Regions from separate parts of the Mus musculus genome. Here all the other regions are linked to region 4. The links are chromatin contacts, called in public HiChIP or PLAC-seq and promoter capture Hi-C maps. All regions are on one chromosome and are shown on one strand. Each heading gives the region's core, a stretch centred on a gene start, on an enhancer-like site or on the middle of the called end of the contact. The rest is flanking DNA. Distances are from core to core; before and after follow the strand shown. Region 1 holds the start of 4930557F10Rik (RIKEN cDNA 4930557F10 gene). Region 2 holds the start of Zfp322a (zinc finger protein 322A). Region 3 holds the start of H1f2 (H1.2 linker histone, cluster member). Region 4 holds the start of Zfp184 (zinc finger protein 184 (Kruppel-like)).

Region 1 (2,946 bases), core at 115-2,614, 1.4 Mb before region 4:
AGAGCCAGGACGGTGCCTGGGGTTCCTTGGACTAGTCTAGCCTAGTCAGCATGTTACAGGCCAAAGGAATACTGTCCCCAAACAAAAATCAAAACACCCAATGGTGGCTTAAGAAGGACATGTTGTTCCCTGGTCTTTACACAGGAGCAGACATGTACACATGTGTATATATAAACTGTTTATTTTAATTTTTTTTTTTTGAGACAGGGTTTCTTTTTATAGCCCTGGCTGTCCTGAAGTCCCCTCTGTAGACCAGGCTGACCTCAAACTCACAGAAATTTGCTTGCTTCTTCCTACCAAGTGCTGGGATTAACAGCATGTACCACCTCCACCCAGCTTTTATTTATATTTTAATATAAAAGATATGTATGTATGTATGTATGTATGTATGTATGTATGTATGACTTTTATTTGCTTTTTTAACCAGCAAATATACCCTACTTGAAGATACTTACCAGAGGACAATGCCCATGGAAGTCTAGGGCTATAACAGGAGTCCAGACCTTAGTAGGCCCCCAGTCCTTAGCACAACAGACTCCATGGTGGAAGTACCATTCAGGACAAAAACTCAACATGTAGACAGCACTGCCTGCTAAAACAAAAACAAAGACCTAGTCAATCAAAGTCCATACTTCTGGAAAAGGCTCTAAAACTTTGCCCTTGGCTTTTGTAGTTCTGCTTCTGGCTGTTTGTGTTAACTGAAGTACGTCAACCCATGGCATGGTTTTTGTGCTTAAAGGCTCACCATGTGAAAGGTTCGGTGCTACATTTGGATCCTGAAATTCAGCGTGGTCACTGCCGGCTAATGAAGACTTGGCTGAAATTCATATCCAAGAAGTCTTCTGTGGTGAATACTCCACGACACAGATTGGAGAGTTCCGGAAGGACATAAAGAGCAGGATGCCGGCACTCATCTCTTCCCTCTCATTCTAGGTCAGTGAATGAGATTTCCATTTCCCCATATCACCCAAAGAGTTAACTACCCTGCTGAAATATAATCAAGCTCGCTGTGCCCAAGTCCGCTGTGCACACTCGGCAGAGGCTCACTAGTTTGGATAATCCAGTCGGAGACGCAATTCATGGGGCATATAGGACGAGGATTTCCGAGGTTAACTTCAGAGAAGGTTTTGTAAGGTCCTCTTCAGCTGCGCGCTCACGGGTTTTCTAACCTTGGACGGTTACTGAATCAATATCCCTGACAGTGTGAAATGACCCGGCAGAGCTTGTGGACCGGCTGTCGGAGACAGCTTGGCTGTAAAAGCAGTTTTGAGTTTAGTGTGGTGCGGTGGCTTGTGACGTTTCTAGGAGCTGTGCGTGACGTTTCACGCGTCGCGCCTTTTTCGAATCCTCCTTTGTTCGGTCTACTTGGTGGTTGTCACCACAGCAAGACCACCCGTTAGGGGACTGGAGCTCAGAGGGTCCCTGGAGAACAGGACCAACGGTGTCTTTTCATCAAAGAACGGCAGAACAGCGTCTTTTCACCAAAGAACAAACGACTGGGAGGTGGAGGCAGATGCTCTGCGTTGGTCTCAGTTACAGACTCGGAAGTTGAGGGCGACTTCGGAGTCACAGATTTGGTTGTCACCAAAGTTCCTTGTCTCAGCGACGAGGGGCTGCCTTAGACGTCAGGATGAGGAGACTTCAAGCTGGCTCATTCTATCCTGGTAGAAGGGAAATCCAGGCATCGGGTCCTGCAGTGGTCAGCGCTGGCTCCGTCCGACTCCGTGCGAATCGCCTTGGGTTTGTCCCTTTTGTCGCCGAGGCTCTGGAGATGCTCAGACCGTAAGTGCCAGACGTAAGTATTTCTTGGGTGACCTGAAAATACTCATTTCAGAATCTCAAGTTTTTTATTCCTTCGCTACTTCATTAAAGGAGGACGGAATGAGCGTTGGACAACCCCACTGTGTTACCCAAATGTTTTTGGCGGGAGGATTCCGAAATTCAGTAAAAATAGGAAAGGTTATCAAATTGTCACTTAGAGGCAACGAGGAGAACTGTGCAACAGGCGAACTCCGTCGTGGCTAGAGAGCGTCTTGTCTCTATGACTACTGAGCCAGTAGACTGTGCTGTGACCAGTATCTCTGGGTTCCACAAACTGGTCAGGAATCATTGCAACGAGATATTTGTTACTCTCTTACAGAATTTTCTTTCTGCTCAGAGAAACTTTCTAGTTAGAACAACGCGTGGTTCATAAAATTTTCCAGCTTCAAGAAATCTTGAAAATAGAAGTAAAGAAAGGCAAGAAAAATGAAAATTCTTTTAAAAAAAGATTTATGTATTTATTTTACATATATGAGTACATTGTAGCTGTCTTCAGACACACCCGAAAAGGGCGTCAGATTCCATTACAGATGGTTGAGATGATGTGGTTGCTGGGAACTGAACTCAGGGCCTCTGGAAGAGCAGTTGGTGCTCTTAAAAACTGAGCCATCTCTCCAGCCCAAAATGAGCATTCTTATTTATTTATTTATTTATTTATTAGATATTTTCTTTATATCATTTCAAATGCTATCCTGAAAGTTCCCTATACCCTCCCTCCGCCCTGCTCCCCTATCCACCTACTCCTGCTTCTTGGCCCTGGCATTCCTTTGTACTGGGGCATATAAAGTTTGCAATACCAAGGGGCCTCTCTTCCCATTGATGGCCGACTAGGCCATCTTCTGCTACATATGCAGCTAGAGATACAAGCTCTGTGGGTACTGGTTAGTTCATATTGTTGTTCCACCTATAGGGTTGCAGACCCCTTCAGCTCCTTGGGTGCTTTCTCTAGCTTCTTTATTGGAGGCCCTGTGTTCCATCTTATAGATGACTGTGAGCATCCACTTCTGTATTTGCCAGGCACTGGCATAGCCTCATACGAGACAGCTATAACAGGGTCCCTTCAGCAAAATCTTTTTGGGAAAAAAAAATCAACTGACAAGTACATGTTGTATATCTATAGGGCTA
Region 2 (3,116 bases), core at 182-2,681, 1.4 Mb before region 4:
TCCTATCACAATTCCAATCCTTTGAGTCCATTGTCTCAACACTCTTATAGCTGAAGGGGATGGCATAAACACATACTCTCCTGCAATAACATGTGTACATTTCTTCCTAATATAGCCATACACAGCTCATTCTATAGTGTGATTCGAATTGTGTTTGGTACATCTTACACTAAAAACAGTTAATAAAAAGTTATTTAAATATTAAAATTAGGGCTAGAGAGATGGCTCAGCATTTAAGACCACTTGCTCTTGCTGATGACCCTGGTTCATTTTCCAGCCAGCACTCACATGGTAGCTCATAAACCATGCATTATTCCAGTTCCAGGGGATCTGACATCCTCCTAGAGTGCGCGCGCACACACCACGTGCACATATATGCTGATAAAACACCCATACATAGAAAATAAGTCTAAGAAAAAAAACTTAAATATTTGAATGACACTGGTGGGATTTTTTGTCTTAAAATTTTAATTTAAAATAAGCTGCAGAAATTCTGCAAATTCTGAAAACAGGAATTAGTGAATTCAGAATACATAATTGCCATCCTCAGACCCTAACTCTAGAATTTAACAGCCAATCCAAGTTCTTCTCCAGACCAGAGAATTCTAGTACTCACTTCCCATGTGAGGGTTTTTGTTATATACATGTGTGTATGTGTATAGTATATATATATGTGTGTGTGTGTGTGTGTGTGTGTGTGTGTGTGTATTATATACTTATTATTGTGTATGCCTGTCAGAAGACAACTTTTACGGTTAGTTCTCTCTTTCCGCTTTTGACATTGGTCTCAGAGATCAAATTCAGGTCGCGAGGTTTTATTTAGCAAGAAGCACTCTTTGCTCCTCACTCTCGACAGAAGCCATCTCGCCAGCCTACATACATTTTTTTTTTCAAGTAGGGAAAATATTGACTGTTCTTTTTTGTTTTTTGTTTTTTTTTCTGAATCTGTCTTCAGCCTAGAATCGCAATCAGAAAGGACAGAAATCCTTTCAACACGGTTTCCCCGCAGCTTTCTCCAGCAATAAGGCCACGCCGCCGCTGCCTATTCAAAGCTTCTCATAGTTTGCTGGCATGAGTGACAGCACCAAAGAGCCTTTGTAATTCTCCACTTCTCCGGCTTTTCAAGGTATTTAAAACCGAGTCCGCTGCATCTATCCTTGAGACACTACTCCTAACTCTTGATTTGAACAGCCGTGGAGAAAGAAAACAGAAGTTCAGAGCCGCAGTACCGGGCGCAGGGCACGGTTTCAATTCAGTGGGTACCGGAGCTGCTGCAGTCCCAAATTCCAGGAGCTGAAAAGGTAGTTGTCGGACGCGAAAGAGCCAGGGCGCAGGCGCGCTCAGGTTCCGCCCATTTCGGGAGGTCCGGTGCTTATTGGCCCGGAATCCCGGTGCAGCCCTATGAGGGGTAGTTACGTGCCTCGGGGCGTGGCTACGCCTCCCTGTCCTTGCTGGTGAGAGCGGTTTGTCTTGGCCTTGTGGTGTGCGGGGACCGCTTCTCCAGGTTGGTATCCGGCGGTTGGCTTGCCGACCTCTCAGCATCTCGGCCCACTCTCCTTCCCTAGGAGACCGTGGGACCGAATCGGCCATCGCCGAGTGCTCGGCCCCGGAAGCTCCGGCTTGAGGGTCCAGTCACCGGAAGTGCCGCCCTGGGCGGCGGAGTAAGCGTTCAGCGGGTCCTCGAGGTCCTTGGCCGTGAGAGGGGTCCGGGCCAGGCGCGGCGCCCTTCTTGTCGCTGTCAACGAAAAGTTGGGAGGAGAAACCTGTGAGACTGTCCTGGAGGTAGTAATGGAGCCAGGCTCGAATGCAGTCTGGAGCCTTCCTGAATGTCTAGACAACCATGGGCACTGGGGGGACCCTCCCCCAGCCTTAAGGGCGGAGATTAGTTGAGTTCCCCGGAATCTGCAGAATCTGTTTGCTCAAAGCATTCCATAGTCATTTATTTTTAGCAGCCTTGGTCCTGTGTAACATTGCATTCATGAATCGTATTCCTACAGGTTTTAGTGCACGAGGAATGAATCCTTGATCTCAGAAGTTGAAATAATAATGCGCCTATCAGTCACCTGAGCGTTTGAGGTAGAGGTAGGAGGATAGGGAATTAAAAGCCAGTTTAAGCTGCCTAGCGATTTTGAAGCTAGCCTAAGCTACGTGAGACTCTCCCCGTCTTAACAGCAAGAAAAACAAGGCCCAGGGCTTTGTTCTGAACTTAAAAATCTCTCAGCTAGAAGAATTCTTGTTATTTTGTGTAGAGCAGGTCAGAAAGAAACGGCTTCTTGAAGGAGGAACGGAAACATTAGAATGAGCAAAATTTTGCTGAAGGATGATGTCAGGATTGGAGAGTGCATGGGACATTATTTAAATGGCCTACTGTTAAAAGGAAAAATGTAAGCTTTGCAGTCATGCTCATTCAACATTGCTGCTTTTTTCCTCTAGGAGAGGGAAGAATTAAATATTATGAGTACTTCTGGATTAGAGACCTTGTGGATCTGAAAAAAATAAATCGTTGGGTTCTTGTTAAGGTAAGTGGCATACATCTGTTTCTATATAAATGTGAATTTTGGAGTAGGGATGGGACAAGAAAGAAGGTAAAACATACTTGGGAAAAGGAAAAGGGTCTTTCTGGTGACTAACATAGTGGCCCTTTGATAACCTTTCAGTACACCTATTTTTCTAACAGGCATACACAGCAGATTTGCAACAATTGTCCTTCTTTTGATTTACCATACAAAGAAGGCAGTGTGCCCAATGCTCAGACAGGCTCTAGGATGGATATTTAAACCTGGCTCTGTTACTTAACTGCCTGTGAGTTCTTGTGTAATTAGGTAACTGTCATAGCAACAGGTTTTCTATCAGTAAGATGGTGGTAATATTTGATTTTACAGTGTTCTTGGGAGGATTAAATGTCCATAATCCATGTAATCAATGAAAATTGAGGCAACCCCTGGTCTGAGGCTGTACAGCAAGTATGGTTTTTAAGACAATACGTTAAATACTTACTGTTTGATCATCCCATATATCCTTTAACCGAAAAGAATCTTGAGCTCTGAAGTTTTGTTGCTTAGCCTGTCTATTTGAACTTTTGTCTGCTCTTCGCTTATGAAATGGAGTCTGGTGTT
Region 3 (2,855 bases), core at 79-2,578, 1.8 Mb before region 4:
AAAACTTGAAAAAAAAATGGCTGACAAAAGGTTGTGACGCAGTTCAACCCACAACTCCATCGCTGTGGCAAACAAACCGAAAGTACGAGAAGCAATCGTCTCAGTCCCGAGTCCAACTTAACTGTGCAGGCTAGTCGTTCCGGCAGCTACCCCATGTCTTTAATATTAAGGAAGGCAGTTCGTTGGCGCCAGCACCCCACCTTCTCCCAAACTTCCAGGCTAACCCCCACAAGAGGCTGAGCATAGAAGCCACCTACAAGCCCCGGATGCGTTTCTCCAGGCAGGAAGCTCAAACTTCGGGATGGCGCCCAATCAAACGAAGAACTAGAGTCCTGGGCCGGAGTGAGCCAACCCACAAGCAGGGCGGAACTTTCAAATCACCTTGCAGTCCAATACGAACTAGCGCCGAGGGTTGCTTTCTGCTGCTGACAGCCGTGGGAGGGTGTTCCAGCCCATAGCACTTCCTGAGCAGCCCAGCACAAACAAGTCTAGGTGGGACACGCAACCCCACCCATCCCACCGGGGGAGCGAGTGCTGCCGGGATCGAGTCCCTTGCAACCTTGCTTCATTAATCACACAAATGTCACAGCTCTTAAGTGGGAGTGGTGGCTCTGAAAAGAGCCTTTTGGATTGTTAGGGGAGGCAGCCTACTTTTTCTTGGCTGCAACCTTCTTGGCCTTGGCAACCTTGGGCTTGGCAGCCTTTGGCTTTACGGCTTTAGACGCGCTCTTGACCTTCTTGGGCTTGGTGACCTTCGCCTTCTTTGGGCTCTTGGCCACTTTCTTGGTCACAGCCGCCGCCGCGGGCTTCTTCGCCTTCTTCGGGGTCTTCTTGGCCGCCTTTTTGGGTGTGGCAGCACCAGTCGCCTTCTTAGGCTTCTTGGCTGCTCCCGCGGGCTTCTTCGCCTTGGCCGCGCCTGCCTTCTTAGCCTGGGGTTTGGCCTCGCCAGAAGCCGCCTTCTTGTTGAGTTTGAAGGAGCCGGAGGCACCGGTGCCCTTGGTTTGCACCAGGATGCCCTTGCTCACCAGGCTCTTCAGGCCGAGCTTGATGCGGCTGTTGTTCTTCTCCACATCGTACCCCGCGGCCGCCAGCGCCTTCTTGAGCGCAGCCAGGGACACGCCGCTGCGCTCCTTGGAGGCGGCCACAGCCTTGGTGATGAGCTCGGACACCGGGGGTCCGGACGCCTTACGGCGCACCCCGGCGGGCTTCTTGGCGGCCTTCTTTTTGGCAGGCGCCTTCTCCGCAGGGGGCGCGGCAGCGGGGGCAGCAGGAGCAGCCTCAGACATGATGAGTCTCTGGAAGTCAGGAACTAGTGGCAGTACGCCGATAGAGTAGCGCGGGCCCGGCGCTGTATATATAGAGCGCAGGCGCGCGCTGATTGGTGCTCCAGCGGCCTGCCTGGCAAGCTCTGAGCAGCCGCGCTGCGCCCAACTTGTGTTTGTTACACTTCACAAAAAGGAGAAAATATTAAAATATCTTGCACCAAATCTCTCGAGTTTGGTCGGTAAAGGATCCGAGAAGTCTCAGGCTTCAGGATATATGTTTATTTTTTCCTCATCCCTAAAGACAACGCGCCTAGGAGTCCCTAATTCCCCCAACTCCAAAGGAAGTCCGGGGTAGATAGAGACCACTTTCTGTTTTTCTTCTAAATTACCTGGTCGCTCCTTTGCCCTTGAAAGTTCTTTTTCTCAGGGATTATAGAGCACATCCTTCCCTTAATTTAGGGACAAAAATGAAACGATTTCCGCCTAAATTTTCACAATTATTCTGTTTCTTCGCAAGGGAAGTAACACAAGTCCTTAGTGACTTCTGATTACAGACCCACCACAACTATGGACTAGGACTGGGATTTCCAGTATAAAACACTTGGGGTAAATTGAGAGGGGGTTCATAGGCCTTGGGGGTGTATAATGTGGTGGGGGGGGTTAGGACTTAAATATCTGATTTAAAGACACTGACTTTAAAATGCTTTACATTGGTGGGGGCGGGGCACCCCATTGACTTCTATAAAGGGAGACCTTGGGCTATATTTTTAAAGCTCCTGGTTCCCCTCTGAGTTTTGCAAGGTAGGGGTCTAGCTCTGAAGAATAAAGATAATAAGAAGGGAAAGGAACCCTAAAAGTCTATATGAGCCCTCCTCTCCCCCAAATGCCAAATTAGAGTCTTTGAAAGATCTGTTTTTAAAGTGATGAGGATTTAGTTGCTTATTTGGCAGCAATACAGATATAAGTTTCAGTGCACGGGAATTCTAATCTAGAAAATAGTTTGTCTTAGTACAGGAGGACCTTCTAGACTTGGAGACTATGAGATGCAGATGTCAGTAAACTTACTGGCTTTCCAAAGGTTACCTTTGGCATAGATTTGAACAAGCTAAATATTTGAAATAGAAAATGTAACCAATTTTACCAATAAGATAAGAGACAAGATAAGTACAAATTATCATGTCATCTATAGTGGACAGCTGTATGTCATCTCTTCTCAGTTCCTCGGAATATGGCAATCTGCATTCTAGTCAACTTTGCTTTGTTAGCTTAAGGTTTTCAGCTTCATATTTCAATAACTACAACATGGTTTTGTTGTTAGAGAAAATACAAGATAAACTCTCTGCTAGTATAATTAATACATGGGGCAAAGGAAGTTCCCCTAATTTTATCAGAAATCTCTGTTTAAGTATATGTCTACATAAAAACATGTGATGAGTTTGTCAGCACTAAAGCGTGGTAAAGTCCCAAGGTTATACAAATTGAGTTCAGGGATGTTTGTGAAACAAAGCATATTTTATAAGACTGAGAATGGCCGCGTGGTTTCACGTAATAACCTTAGTTTAGCACTTGCAAGCAGCATCTCCTAGGCTT
Region 4 (2,925 bases), core at 307-2,806:
AACAGTAGGGTATAATAGTGCATGCCTTTAATCCCAGCACTAAGGACGCAAAACCTTGTGGGTCCCAGTGAGTTTATTCAGTGACACTCTCCCATACCTAACGAAAGTAAAGACATGCAAGCACACACTTATACACATAAAACAAAATCTTTTTAAAAAAATTAACAAAAATGTGATAAGGGAAAGATAGTAATAGATCATACTCTTAGGTATTTTTAAAAGGACATTTAAAGAACTGTTTAGTTTTAGGCATTGCAATGTAAGAAATATGCTAACTAGGAAAAGACTACTCAAAGAAGTCTAGCGATCTTATATGGACCTATCATAGGAAATGAGACTTAGGCTGCTTGACAGGGAACTTAGGAGTTCTAACAGCTGAATTCACAGGTAACGGCATCATTGTAAAATTACTGACAGTATCTGGTGCTTTTAAGATCTACACACAGGTTACAGGACTAGGCACTGTTAGTAAAAGGAACTAAAAAACAAGGAAACATTTGCACCCAAATGGTGAGTTTAAGTCCACACACACACTTGCACCAGAACAAGCTTGAAAAAATTGCTTTCTGCAAGATATTTCAAAACTAATCTTTGCAATAAGTTAAAACACCTTTTTTTTTCTGACTAAAGTTTTCTATTCGGAAATGTAATAAAAGAGAAATGTCAAGAGGATCAGATATTCTGAACTGTTGTTCCTTTTCAAATTCTGATGTCCAGAACTCAGAATTAATTCTTTCAAGCCTCTTTCGATGATGTAATTAGGTTTCTTTACCCCTGGCCACATTACTTCTTCCTCCCACCTCTCAGTTCGCCATACACCAGTCCTCTCTGCCCTGGCCATTGCCATTACCTGCCATCCCAGGAGCTCTACGTCTTCCGCTAGAACTTGGACACGTGGATACCTGGGCAGCTTCAGTTTGGGACTTGGATGTCCCGCTCTCCTTCCAGAGTAGGTGTCTTATGCTCTACGAGACTGGCCTACCAGGCACAGGATACACTCTGCAGCACGCGTCTTACAGTCGCACCTCAGACTCGTACAGAGTAGCCAAGAGGTCCTGTCCAAGATCGGACGTGCACAGGGGAAGTTTGGATTGCTACAAGAAACAAAAAGTGAATAGGGAGCGAACAGCTCTGCCTCGCTGCAGTAGAGACTCTGGGCGCCCACCTAGTCTTGGCCACCCGCCCTCCACAGGGTCTGCGATCTCCCACTTTCCCAGGCGGCCAGACACACCTGTTGCGGGGCACACCAGAAAGGCGGGCTGCTCCGCATTTTGCTGGCCCGGCCCAGAACAAAGGAACAAAGCCTTGGGGAACCCGCGGTCCCCGGCAACGCCGAGGGGAGGCGCGCCCCCTTCCCTGACTCCCCGGCTTCCTCCCGCGCATGCCGCACTACGCGAGCCCGCAAGGTGACGTCACACACCCAAGGCGCTGGTGGTTGCCATGGTGATACCTGGACTCCAGTCTTGTGACGCACTCCAAGGATCCTGGATCCAGATGACCTGGGATGGTCATCAAAACTCAGGCTGTGAGTTTACGCCGTGGGACGAGCCAAACGCCCACCCCTTTCCACGCCCACAGTCGGCTTAGCGGTCACTTCCGGTCGCGTAGACCCTTTCCCTTGGTTTCCCCCTCCCCGCAACACACAGGAGCGCCTCACCGGGGAACACAAAGGACCACAATTCCCAGAATGCAACGCGCAGTGTTTCTGAATTACTTTTCCCAGGTTTCCACAAATGCTGCAGTCCCTCCTGGTGGCTCGGGAGGTTGAACCTGCCTACCGTTTGTGTCCAGTGATTTGGATTGTGAGCAGAGGTGGCCATATATAGCGTTTGTAACCAATATTCACACACCCTCAGGGTTTTGGGCGGAGATGTTGGGGGCAGTACCATGCCCCTCAGGCTGGTCTCGAACTTGCTATATACATGTGGCTGGCCTTGAAATCCTGATCCACCTTCTCCACCTCCTAAGGATCTGACCTCCCCTCACAGAGAATTTCAAAATGCAAGCGTACATTTCATCGTTCAACCCTACTTTTATTACCTGGTTGGTCTGCATTCTCATTTATATGGTATTTGTCGTTTTGAAAATATTTTTTCGTTTTCATGTCTTCGAAAAACGACTCTCATTTTTTTTTTAAATACTAAAGAAGCCGGGAGAAGGTGATGGTACAGTATTTTACATACTGCACGTTTCCTTGCCTAGCACTTAAAGCATATCCATTAGTGCTCTAGACGAACACAGAAGATTGCAACAAATAGGTTTTTATGTTTCAAAGATGTGGCCCACTCATCTAAGGGCTTCTGTTCCTCCCCAGTTATTTGACAGAAGGGCTAAAGTGGCTCCCCTCCTTAGCTGAGAGCACCAGACCTGGAAATGATAATGCTACACATGAAAACTTTAAGGAAAGGGGATGATATTTAGAGAAATGGTTGCAACAAGACATTCGATAAAAAAGAGAATGCAAACAGCAATCATGTTTAGTTTTTTTTTTTTAATTGATTTTATGTGTCTGTTTGTGGGCATATGTGAAGGGACATGCTTTGGTGTCCAGAAAAGGATGTAGGAGCCCTTGGAACTAGAATTTATAGAAGACTGCATGCTTAGGACCAGACTTCTAACACTAGCTTTTCTGTTTGCTGGCTAGGAGCACCTCACAGGTTTTGGTTCTGGGAATGGGGCTCTGTTGAAATAAATGCCTGGACACATGAAAGTGACTTTGAAATTTGATTATGAGTAGAAGCTAGAAGAATTACTGAGTTATAGCATTTAAACTAAATTATTCTTAAAAGATGGATGCTGGGGATGGTGAGATAGCTCAGCGGGTAAGAGCACTAACAGCTTTTCAGGAGGTCCTGAGTTCAAATCCCAGCAACCACATGGTGGCTCACAACCATCTGTAGTAACATATGAGGCCCTTTTCTGGTG

What was found. Promoter capture Hi-C pulls out the DNA fragments that hold promoters and counts their contacts. HiChIP or PLAC-seq counts read pairs in DNA pulled down with a chosen protein or histone mark. Capture Hi-C pulls out chosen DNA fragments and counts their contacts.
Region 1: an H3K4me3 HiChIP or PLAC-seq map of embryonic forebrain shows a contact between it and region 4, with 6 times the contacts expected there. The contact joins the promoter of 4930557F10Rik here to the promoter of Zfp184 in region 4. A contact is called at or near these places in 9 of 39 promoter capture datasets (the C10 cell line, cranial neural crest, embryonic stem cells and 4 more), 13 of 484 Hi-C or Micro-C datasets (cortical neurons, differentiating embryonic stem cells, embryonic fibroblasts and 5 more) and 14 of 115 datasets of contacts at active chromatin or transcription factors (astrocytes, differentiating embryonic stem cells, embryonic forebrain and 6 more).
Region 2: a contact with region 4 is called in a promoter capture Hi-C map of pre-B cells, with 7 times the contacts expected there. The contact joins the promoter of Zfp322a here to the promoter of Zfp184 in region 4. A contact is called at or near these places in 17 of 39 promoter capture datasets (the 3T3-L1 cell line, 3T3-L1-derived adipocytes, the C10 cell line and 11 more), 3 of 484 Hi-C or Micro-C datasets (B cells, CD4 T cells and olfactory sensory neurons), 8 of 115 datasets of contacts at active chromatin or transcription factors (astrocytes, differentiating embryonic stem cells, embryonic stem cells and 4 more) and 3 of 9 other capture datasets (adipose tissue, liver and macrophages).
Region 3: a promoter capture Hi-C map of liver shows a contact between it and region 4, with 4 times the contacts expected there. The contact joins the promoter of H1f2 here to the promoter of Zfp184 in region 4. A contact is called at or near these places in 3 of 39 promoter capture datasets (the SN4741 cell line, cranial neural crest and pre-B cells), 5 of 484 Hi-C or Micro-C datasets (CD4 T cells, CD8 T cells, Th1 cells and 2 more), 7 of 115 datasets of contacts at active chromatin or transcription factors (cardiomyocytes, double positive thymocytes, embryonic hindbrain and 4 more) and 2 of 9 other capture datasets (liver and macrophages).

The regions. Positions count from the first base shown.
Region 1 is chr13:23,311,825-23,314,770 of GRCm38.p6, reverse strand. 4930557F10Rik (RIKEN cDNA 4930557F10 gene) reads left to right here and starts at 1,364. Exons shown (of 2, transcript NR_126444.1): 1 at 1,364-1,782. It overlaps 4930586N03Rik (RIKEN cDNA 4930586N03 gene), which reads right to left and starts at 1,246. Exons shown (of 4, transcript NR_131052.1): 1 at 746-1,246; 2 at 456-592.
Region 2 is chr13:23,367,523-23,370,638 of GRCm38.p6, reverse strand. Zfp322a (zinc finger protein 322A) reads left to right here and starts at 1,431. Exons shown (of 5, transcript NM_001111107.2): 1 at 1,431-1,504; 2 at 2,434-2,519. All of the region lies in intron 3 of 4930586N03Rik (RIKEN cDNA 4930586N03 gene), which reads right to left.
Region 3 is chr13:23,737,280-23,740,134 of GRCm38.p6, reverse strand. H1f2 (H1.2 linker histone, cluster member) reads right to left here and starts at 1,328. Exons shown (of 1, transcript NM_015786.3): 1 at 604-1,328. The coding sequence starts at 1,286. The coding sequence ends at 648.
Region 4 is chr13:21,943,725-21,946,649 of GRCm38.p6, reverse strand. Zfp184 (zinc finger protein 184 (Kruppel-like)) reads right to left here and starts at 1,556. Exons shown (of 6, transcript NM_183014.1): 1 at 1,451-1,556; 2 at 851-1,094. The coding sequence starts at 857.